Linked DNA regions of Anas platyrhynchos: region 1 is linked to region 2. Evidence: chromatin contacts called from public Hi-C data. All regions are on one chromosome and are shown on one strand. Each heading gives the region's core, a stretch centred on a gene start, on an enhancer-like site or on the middle of the called end of the contact. The rest is flanking DNA. Distances are from core to core; before and after follow the strand shown. Region 1 overlaps CLTCL1 (clathrin heavy chain like 1). Region 2 holds the start of LOC119718509 (carbonic anhydrase 15-like).

What was found. A called contact is a pair of places that touch in the nucleus more often than the background predicts.
Region 1: a contact with region 2 is called in a Hi-C map of liver, with 2.0 times the contacts expected there. The contact joins the enhancer-like site here to the promoter of LOC119718509 in region 2. A contact is called at or near these places in 2 of 8 Hi-C or Micro-C datasets (liver and skeletal muscle).

What each region holds. Positions count from the first base shown.
Region 1 is chr16:9,611,866-9,616,408 of IASCAAS_PekinDuck_T2T, reverse strand. CLTCL1 (clathrin heavy chain like 1) reads left to right here. Exons shown (of 32, transcript XM_072024257.1): 3 at 1,675-1,943; 4 at 2,192-2,353; 5 at 3,143-3,256. Among named protein-coding and RNA genes, the nearest start is that of CLTCL1, 13 kb to the left of the region's middle. Within about 2 kb of position 3,053, at least 4 of the 8 cell types and tissues checked have an H3K27ac peak or open chromatin away from gene starts, as enhancers often do.
Region 2 is chr16:9,479,143-9,483,731 of IASCAAS_PekinDuck_T2T, reverse strand. It overlaps LOC119718509 (carbonic anhydrase 15-like), which reads left to right and starts at 2,175. Exons shown (of 8, transcript XM_038187315.2): 1 at 2,175-2,391; 2 at 3,702-3,737; 3 at 4,353-4,523. The coding sequence starts at 2,325.

The DNA of each region.
Region 1 (4,543 bases), core at 1,804-4,303, 130 kb before region 2:
AGACAAGCATGAGCTTTTAGCTCATTTTGTTAGTTTTTTGGTTCTTTCTATGTTCTTAAAACTAGGGGCATCTTGCTTTGTTTTTAGGAAGATTAAGAGCAGTTTCTGTGTGCGCACACTGGTGTTCCTGTTTAGGTGGTGAACTAGAGCCCTCCCAGAACTACTTGTCTGCCTTCTGGACACCAGGCACTATTCCCACATCAGTCCTTCGATAACACCAGTCTACTGCTGGACAAAATGTCCAACATAGTAAATACATTATTTCCAACTACCAGTTTACAGCTGATGTTAGGCCTGGGTTTGTTGCATTTGTGTAATACAGTAACTGCAACTGCAGAGGTGGCAAGATGATCAGAAACAGGCTTCTTTCAGTCTCAGGAAAACTAGCAAGCTGTCCAAGGAACTAGCTGATCAGGATAACAGATATTTACGCTGTTAATACAGGGAACATAAATGCTGCATGTGGGAATTCTGAAGTGTCTTGCTTTGTCTCTTGGCACTGTTATACAGTAAATTGATTGTATTAGTTTGTTATGCTAAAGCCTTACAGAGCAGCCTGAGTTGCATGTTAACTTGGGTTTATTGTCTCTTGGAAATGATTCCACAGTGGCCAGCAGCCTTCATGTATCAAGACTTCCCAGTAGAAGCAACATCGACCAGTGTGACAATCAGAAGTGTTACTAGCAGGGAAAACACTTCAGAAATGTGGATAGAAATAAAGGCATTACAAGCCAATACTCTAGCAGTCTGAGTGGGTGTCTTGTGAACAGAAAACAATATTCCTAGAGCTGAATATGAATAGTCTTAGTTGCAGTCAAGCAAAATATTACTGACTTCCTGAAGGGGATGGAATCCCTTATTCTTTGACTAGTCAGCTCATTGGTTCAATTACATTATTTTTAATAGTCTACCCCTACTTGCTTTCTGGTGGTTCAAACAGATGCTAAAGTCAAGCTTAAACCTGCAATATAGTCACCCAAATCATGAAGCAGCACTCTTAACTGGAACTAAAGCTCCAAGCCTTTCTGTAAACTTTCTGACCTTTTTACTGACCTCTTCAATAGGCAGTTGTTGTACTACTGTTTTACATAGCCCATCCATTTCCAAGTTAAGTGCAGAGCCTGTTCTGCTCCAACAGAAGGACAGAGTGGAAGCTATGGTCCTTGGCTAGCTATTTCAAGAGCTGTTGCAAGTCTCTTGCTGTTGGATTCAGTTCAGGTGATCTACAGCAGCTACTGAATTGGCACAAACTGGAGCCTCTCTTTCTATTAATTATACTGAATGACATCAGCTAGACAGCTATAAGTTGATACACTAGTGCTGCTACATAAACTAGTTTACTCAAGCTCTGTCTTATATTGTTTTGTTGTTGTTGTTTTTTTAACTACACTTTATAGTAAGTGAAAATATCTATGCCTGTCAGTCATTGGTTGGAATGCCGTGTAAGTGTCCATAACAAGTTTTTTTGCATCAGGGCTGGAGGAGGTTGTGGGTTGGGAGGAGATTTTGTTTGGTACTAGTCAAGTATCAAAGGACACTCTGGTGTGACAGGACACTGACCCTGTCTGTAACATCACTGAAATAGTGGGCTGAAGGATGCTTGTAGGTAGGCAGACTACAGGATGGCTGTCGTAGTAATTGATCTATGATGTTTCTTGGGTTTTGTCATACTAGCTGGGAAAACACTACAGATCTTTAACATTGAGATGAAAAGTAAAATGAAAGCCCACACCATGGCGGAGGAGGTGATCTTCTGGAAATGGATATCTGTGAATACAGTTGCCTTGGTAACAGAGACAGCAGTCTACCACTGGAGCATGGAGGGAGAATCTCAACCCCAAAAGATGTTTGACAGGCATGCTAGTCTTGCGGGCTGCCAAATCATCAATTACAGAACTGATGAACACCAAAAATGGCTGTTGCTGATAGGAATTTCAGCACAGGTAAGTTACCTGTAAATATCACACTATGAAAATGATCAGGAGAGCCTTGGCCTTACTCAATAGCTGCCGTGGTTTCTTAAGTTTGGTTTCTTCAAAAATGCCCTTTGTGGAGGAATAACCTGACCTTTAATGTGATTAAAGCATTGGAAGAGGGGATGAGAGAGACACTTGTCTCTTTTTAGTTAACTGTCCTAGTGGTATTGCATTTGAAATCCTACCTCTAAAAGCTGACCTTTTTTCTCCCCCAGCAAAATCGTGTGGTTGGTGCAATGCAGCTGTACTCAGTTGATAGAAAAGTCTCCCAACCTATTGAGGGCCATGCAGCAGCTTTTGCAGAATTCAAAATAGAGGGAAATGCCAAACCTTCCACCCTCTTTTGTTTTGCTGTGAGGAGTCCTGCAGGGGGCAAGGTAAAGTTTGCAACAATTTGCTTGTTTTGGTATAGCAGAACTCAGTACCAGTAGAATTTAAGTGATCTCACAGTTCACTGTATGCTGTCTGAAGAACAGCTTGTGGACCTTGTATACAGCATATTTGGTCAGTATGAAAATATTTTATTTTAATGGGATAGAAACTGCTGAAAGTGTGAGTTGCTTTCATGAAACTTAAGCATAAGAACAAGCATAGATGCAGTAAGAACTGAGCCCAAGGTATTAGAGCATCAATTTATGCCCAAGTTATGCTTTGTGTATGAAGGGAAGTCATCAAGCAGCCACTTATGTCTAGAATCCAGTACAGAAGAGATTTGATAAGCCTTAGTGCTGTAGGTAGGTTGTTTGCATCTAGCTGGTAGTGGGTCTGAGCAGCAGCTGAATGTATTACAATTTCTGAGTGGTCTGTAAAGAGCATTACAAATTCTTATGCTTTCTAGTCTTTTACTGCACAAATTGTTGATAAATTGACAAGAAGTCTCACTCAAAGCTTCTTGAAATAGAAATACACCGTCTGCTTTCATAGAAAACATGTCCTTTAGCTTTTTATGATTTTTTGTTTTGTTTTGTATTATCAAGTTCTAGGGAACTTGTCCTTCGGATAAGTGTCTGGAACACAGCTGCCCAGATTATATTGCTTCAGGATTGGGCAGATATTTAGCAGCCAGCTGTAGCAGACGACTTCAGTAGCTTATCTGAATAGAGGAACTTCTTTAATGTGGTTGGTCTTGCAGGCAGTCTTGTGACATGTACTCCTTTACTTCCTAGCTTCACATAATTGAAGTGGGTCAGCCAGCTACTGGGAATCAGCCATTTGTTAAGAAAGCTGTTGATGTGTTTTTCCCACCTGAGGCACAGACAGACTTTCCTGTGGCAATGCAGGTAATTGACCAAAACAAAAACCAACTTTATAGCCTGGCATGTAGCTGGTGCCTGTCATAAATAATGTTTTCTATTGTGGCTTCACTGTTATTCCTCCTAACTCTGGAAGGACTGTTAATGGATTTATGGGAAGCAGACTGCACATTAAAACAGAAACTCACACACAAATACATAGGCTGTTCCAGTATTTGTCTGGACATGTCAACTTAAGGTTGTATTAAAAACAAAATACACACACACAAAACCAATAGTGTCTTCTGGTAGAATGTCTCTATTATCAGTCAACCTTCTTGTTGAACAGCTATCAAGTATGACTAGCTTCTGTCTTATTGACAGCAATCTAAAAGTAACAAGACACCAAGTATTGGACAGTCAGTCAAATAAGAAGTACTGTAACTCATGGGTTCTTGTCTATACTGATAATTCTTGTTAATAGCAGATAATTCTGCATTTTCAGGCTATTGAACTGTCTACTAATGATCAGAGTTCTAGATATGAGTGGTACAGCCCCTGATGTAACTGGGCATGAAAGTGGCATTTCATCTACAGTAGATGTCATAAGGCAAATCGAGTGGAGTTTCCTATATTAGCCTACCTCCTGTACTAGCAGCACAGAAAAGGTACCTTAGGACATTACTAGGAGGTTTTTTAGGGAAATAATATGACTAGTTGCTTTGAAAGACAAAACTTCACTTCGGGTGTCTACAGGACTACACATTTTACTTGAAAAACAAACTGTCTCAGAGCGTGCAACTGCTGAGCAGTCTAATAGACCAGCTCCATAAATAATCCAAGAGAAGCCATAATAAACTAAAGGAAACAAAGCAAGCTGTCTTCATGGGAGGACTCATGGATCTCATTAATAAAACTTTTGAAGACTTGGTCCAAAGTGAAAAATACTTCTAAATACCATCTTGGTTTAAAAGTCTCCTTGTTTTTGTGACTTGACAGCTAAACTGGAGTCCTCAGCAGCTGAGCTTGGTTTAGGTTCTGCTGGTGCTTTGGGTAGGCCTTGATGGAAAGGAGCGAAATTATCTTGCTAATATTTTTGAACAGAAACTTGTACTGACATATCTGACTAGAATGCTAGTTATGTCCAATCTTTATTCCTTATCCTGGCTCATTAGGATGAGGAGTAGTAAGTCCTTTGCTGCAGATGAATCTTAATTTCCCTTCAGCCTCAGTGTTCAGTGGAGCTCTGGCTCCAAATGGCAAGCAAAGCTATTCATTGCTTTGAGTCTGTAATGAAGAAGCCTGAAGCTATATTTGTTCCTAGCATCAGTGCAA
Region 2 (4,589 bases), core at 926-3,425:
GGTGACAGGAGGCGAGGTGGCATTCGCTGCCGGTGCCACAGGCAGATGCAGCGCTTGGCCCCGGGGTGCCAGGCAGTGCAGGGGGGCGATGGGGCCACACGCAGCTGCTGCCCACACTGCCGCCTTTGTGCGGGCACCGGGTGCTGCTGCGCTCCCTGCCCCAGCTCTCTGGCCACGCCAGCTCACTGCCAACAGCAGAGCAAAGTCAGGAGCCACCGGGGTATTTATTCTGCTCGGGCTCCATCTCCCTGCTGCTCTCACACAACGCTCTGAGCACCCATCTCTGGGCTGCCTGACCCACGCAGCACCGCTCTGCCTGCTCCAGTCCTTGTCTTGCCGCTGTCCTGCTCACCCCACGTCCCCGGGCCGGGCTCAGCGCAGGATTCACCGCCGGGAGCTGCTCTTGGCACTGCCGCGTGTTGGTGCAACGCTCGCTGATGATGCCTGTGGCGGGGGTTCCCAGCAGGGTGGCACCGTGCCCACGTCTGATCGATGGCTGCAGCTTCAGAAACTATTTTTATTTTTCAGAGCCTTTTTTTTTTTTTTTCCTATAATGGCTCTCTCCCTTCATGCTGGTGCGCACGCATGCCAGCGGGAGCTCACCTCCTGCTGGCTCCTGCGCGGCAGGGAGATGGACGTGGTCTCTCCGTGAGGACAGCGCGGAGCTGCAGGGTTCAGCTGTGAGCCCCCCGCCACCATCGCAGCAGCAGCAGCAGGCTGGGAAGCACAGAGCAGCTCCGGGAAGGTTTGATCTGGTTCCTATAGAAACTGCAGGCTGCTCCAGCCTGGTGCAGCGGGAGGGCACTGGGACGGGTGGGAGCAGGTACGGCCTCTTCTTGTGGGGCCATCATGGGACAGGGGGCTCGTCCCTGCTGGGCATCTCCGCATGGTGCTCCTGGCCATGTGTCCTCTGTGGTAGCATCTCTGCTTCTGCCTGCCTTGCCAGAAATAAGCACCAGAGAAACTGTGCCCTGGCGAATGCCCCAGGGTGGGGAATAGCCCCAGGCCCATTGGCGGGGTGGGTGCATGGAGGGGAGGGAGTGCGCAGGGCGGCCACCCCCTGCTGCGGACACGGTGATGGCCAGGGGAAGAGGGACACTGGGTGACACTGGGTATGGTGGGGCAGTGGCTCTGCCTGGGGTGGGGGACAAGCATGCCCCAAAGAGCCCCATAGAGGTGAGCCCAGCCTTTGATGTCCCTGCAGCAAGTGGCAGAGCTGAGCTGCAGTGAGTCCCCGGCCAAGCCACCAGCAGGACACTTGTTTCTGCGGCCCTTGTGTCGGTGCCGAGGTTTATTTATCCTGGCAGCACCGCCGAGCTCTGAGCCAGGACGTGAGTACCTGCAAGAGATGAGGGATGAGCCCTGTGGCCTCCTTTTTCACTGCTGTCTGAAGAAAGCTGGGATATTTTAGGATAATGTGACAGCACCACAATCCTGCACGTTCACTCCCCTTCCTACCTACCCTCTGCAGGAGAATAACTCTTTCGTTGGGATGAGAGCTCCCCTGGGACGTGACCTCCCCCCCCATGGGGGCTCTGGGGGCACAGGCTGTGAGGTGCTGCCTCTACGGCCCCACTCAGGAAAGTGGCCACTTCCCAAACCAGCCCTGGCTGAGGTATCACAGGGGTGAGCTGGGTTTGGCCCGTGGGTTCCCACGGCCCTGCCTGGCCCCAGCTCCTACCGTGAGCCCCCTAGCAGGGGGGCAGCACCGCAGGCAGCTCCTGGTGGGTTCCAGAGCCATGCTGGGGGTAGAGGCTGTCACAAGCTCCTTTGCACAAGTGTGTGTGTGCATGCAAGGAGTGGGGAGAGGATGGGGCAGCCCCAACCCTCCCTGAATACCGATGGTCCTGCAGGAGCCTGTCTGTGGCCCTGCACAGGGCTGGGGGTGCAGTGGGGATGCTGCAAGCCCCCACTTTAGGGATGGAGAGCATCCCTAAGGGGATGGGATGCCTGTGACACCCCTGCCACCCTCTTGGCCCCCAGGAGGGCAGCAGGCCGGGCAGCTCAGTGCAGCCCCAGGGCTTTGGGAGGCTGCCGCTGCCCTGCTGCTCCTGGCTGCCCACGCGTGCCAGCCTGGGCAGGGGCCTGGCACTGCGCGCAGGGGCTGGCTGGGGGCCGGGCGCTCCCTGCTCCCTCCTAGCAGGCGAGGAGTTAAAAACTCAGCCCTTGTGATGAATATTTAACAGCAGTGCTCAGGCTGGAGCTGAGGATTTCTCCGGGGCTGGCAGCGCTGCATCCCGCCCCAGCCCTGCCGCCCGCCCGGGCGCACTGCGGAGGAGGACGGGGCATCACGGCGGGGTGGCCGGCACGGCCCTGCTGCTGGCATGGGGCCGCAGGGGCTGGGGATAACTTTTGTGACTTTGCCTCTTGTCATCCGAGCAGCCGCGGGAGGTGAGATGCGCTGCCTGCCCGCTGCGCTGCTGGTGCCTGGGGTGGCTGGAGGGACGGGCGTGGGGCGCGGGTGCCAGCGGTTTGTTCCCCTTCCACCTGTCAGGGAGTGGATACGGGTCCAGAAAGCTCGGGACTGGGGGACCTGGTCCTGCCCCATCCCTGCAGGATATCCCTGTCCCCGCTGTGCCACCGGGTTGGGGAGGTGTTGGCCCTGGCAGGAGGTGGCTGGGTGGGTGCTGATCGGGTCGGGTGGGCATTCAGGAACTCGGGATTTGGGATGCAACCCAGGGAATGTCACCGTGGGTGAAACCTCCAAGTAGCCTGGGGCTTCTGTGCTGGGCTAGGGCATGCGGGCACCCTGCTTTGGGATGACACCGGCAGCAGCAGGCGCTCATCTGGCTTCTGCCAGGGGATGCTTGTGGTGGGGCAAGGGCAGCATGCTGCGGCTCTGAGGGATCCCGAGGAGCTCAGCTCCCACTGCATGGGGAGGAAAGCCCCAAATCCCTGTCCTGGGGACAGTCCGAGTCTGGCACCATCCCGCTCCCAACCCTCTGAGGCTGCTGTGCAGCAGGGATGTGGACGCGGAGCCGCAGGCCGGGCTGTCAGCAGTACAGGTGGTGCAGGAAGGGCTCAGCGGGGGCTGCTTGCCTGGCCCATCCCCACGGGTGGCTGCGAAGGGCCGAGGCCGGGGGCTGCGCTGTGCCACTGCTCCCCCGGCACAGCATCCGCACCCTGCAGCCAGTCCCTCGGGGACGTGCGGTGCCGGGGGGGCTGTTCTGTCACGCAGGGATTTGGGGCCGGTGGGTGGGACTGTGATGGGAGCAGAGCCTGCAGCCCTGGGAGCTCCAGCTCCACGGTGTTCCCGCTTCCCTGCCGCACCGAAGCCCAGCGTGGAGCGAGTCCCCATGCCGCCTGCCTCCGAGCGCTGACAGCAGCGCTGGTGGGAGGGAAGCGGCTCTGGATGAGGATGCTCCAGGCGATGGGGCGAGCGTTGTCCCCGCGGCGTGGGTGCAGACCTGCCCACGGCCACCCCTGCGTGCTGCAGCCACCTCCTGCTGCCTGACCAGCCACGGGGGCACCGAGGGTGCTGCAGCCCCCTGTGACTGCCTCCCCCCTCGGGCTGGGGCTGCGGAGATGGGGCCCGGCCACCCCCAGGGGGTGACCCAAATCGCACAGAGCTGCCTGGGAAGGCAGAGAGGGGGTGAGCGTGCAGTAATGGTGGGGCTCAGGTGGCTGAGGGGGGTTTCTCTGCAACAAGAGGGGTTTTGGGGTGCCCCTGTGGCCCCCCTGACCCGTGCTCTCTCCCGCAGGGCAGTGGTGCTACGACTCGCAGGACCCCAAATGTGGTGAGTGGGGACAGCCCGGGCACAAGGGCACGGCTCTGTTTTGGTGCCCTCCCTGCCTTGAGAGGCACCTGCCCTCGGTACGCCTGGGGGCACATTGTTTGGAAGCACACAAATAGCTTGTAAAAGGTTAATTAAGGCTCAAGGAGCATTTAATCAGCTGTTACAGCCCAGCTGCTTTATAGCCCTCGGGTGCACGTGCACCATGCCCGGCCACCGCAGCAGGTCAGCCGTGTCCAGGAGTGCGAGCGGCCGGGCTCTGCTTGTTGCTGCCCCGCAGAGATTTGACTTCACAACAATTCAACCAAGGCGGGCAGCGGCCAGGGCTGGTTTTGGCTGAGGAGCGGGGCTGGCAGGGGGCAGCCAGGGCTGCACAAAGCCGGCCACATGTCCCGGCAGGGCTGCGGGGACTGCTCCTTAATGGTGGCAGCGGGTAATGGGGAACCTGCGGGGTGGGCAGCACGGGGGGGCTGCAGCTCCCAAGATTTCCAGCCAAAAACCTCCTCAGGGTAATGAGAGAAGGGATGGAGACTGCGGGGCCAGCTGGGGGCCTGGCCACCCTCATCCTTGTGTCCCCCTGGGGGTGGAGGTGGCTCACACGGCCGTGCCCCCCCGCAGGCCCCAGCCACTGGAAGGAGCTGAAGGCCACGTGCGGCGGCAGCAAGCAGTCCCCGGTGAACATCGACAGGCGCCGGCTGCAGAGGGACAGCGGCCTTGGGGACATCGTCTTCGAGGGCTACGACCAGGCCCCCCCGGGCAAGTGGAGGCTGGTGAACAACGGGCACACGGGTGGGTGCTCTGCCCCCGCGATGGGCTCAGCCCCCTGCTGGTGCTGCAGCTCTCCGGTGTCCCCGC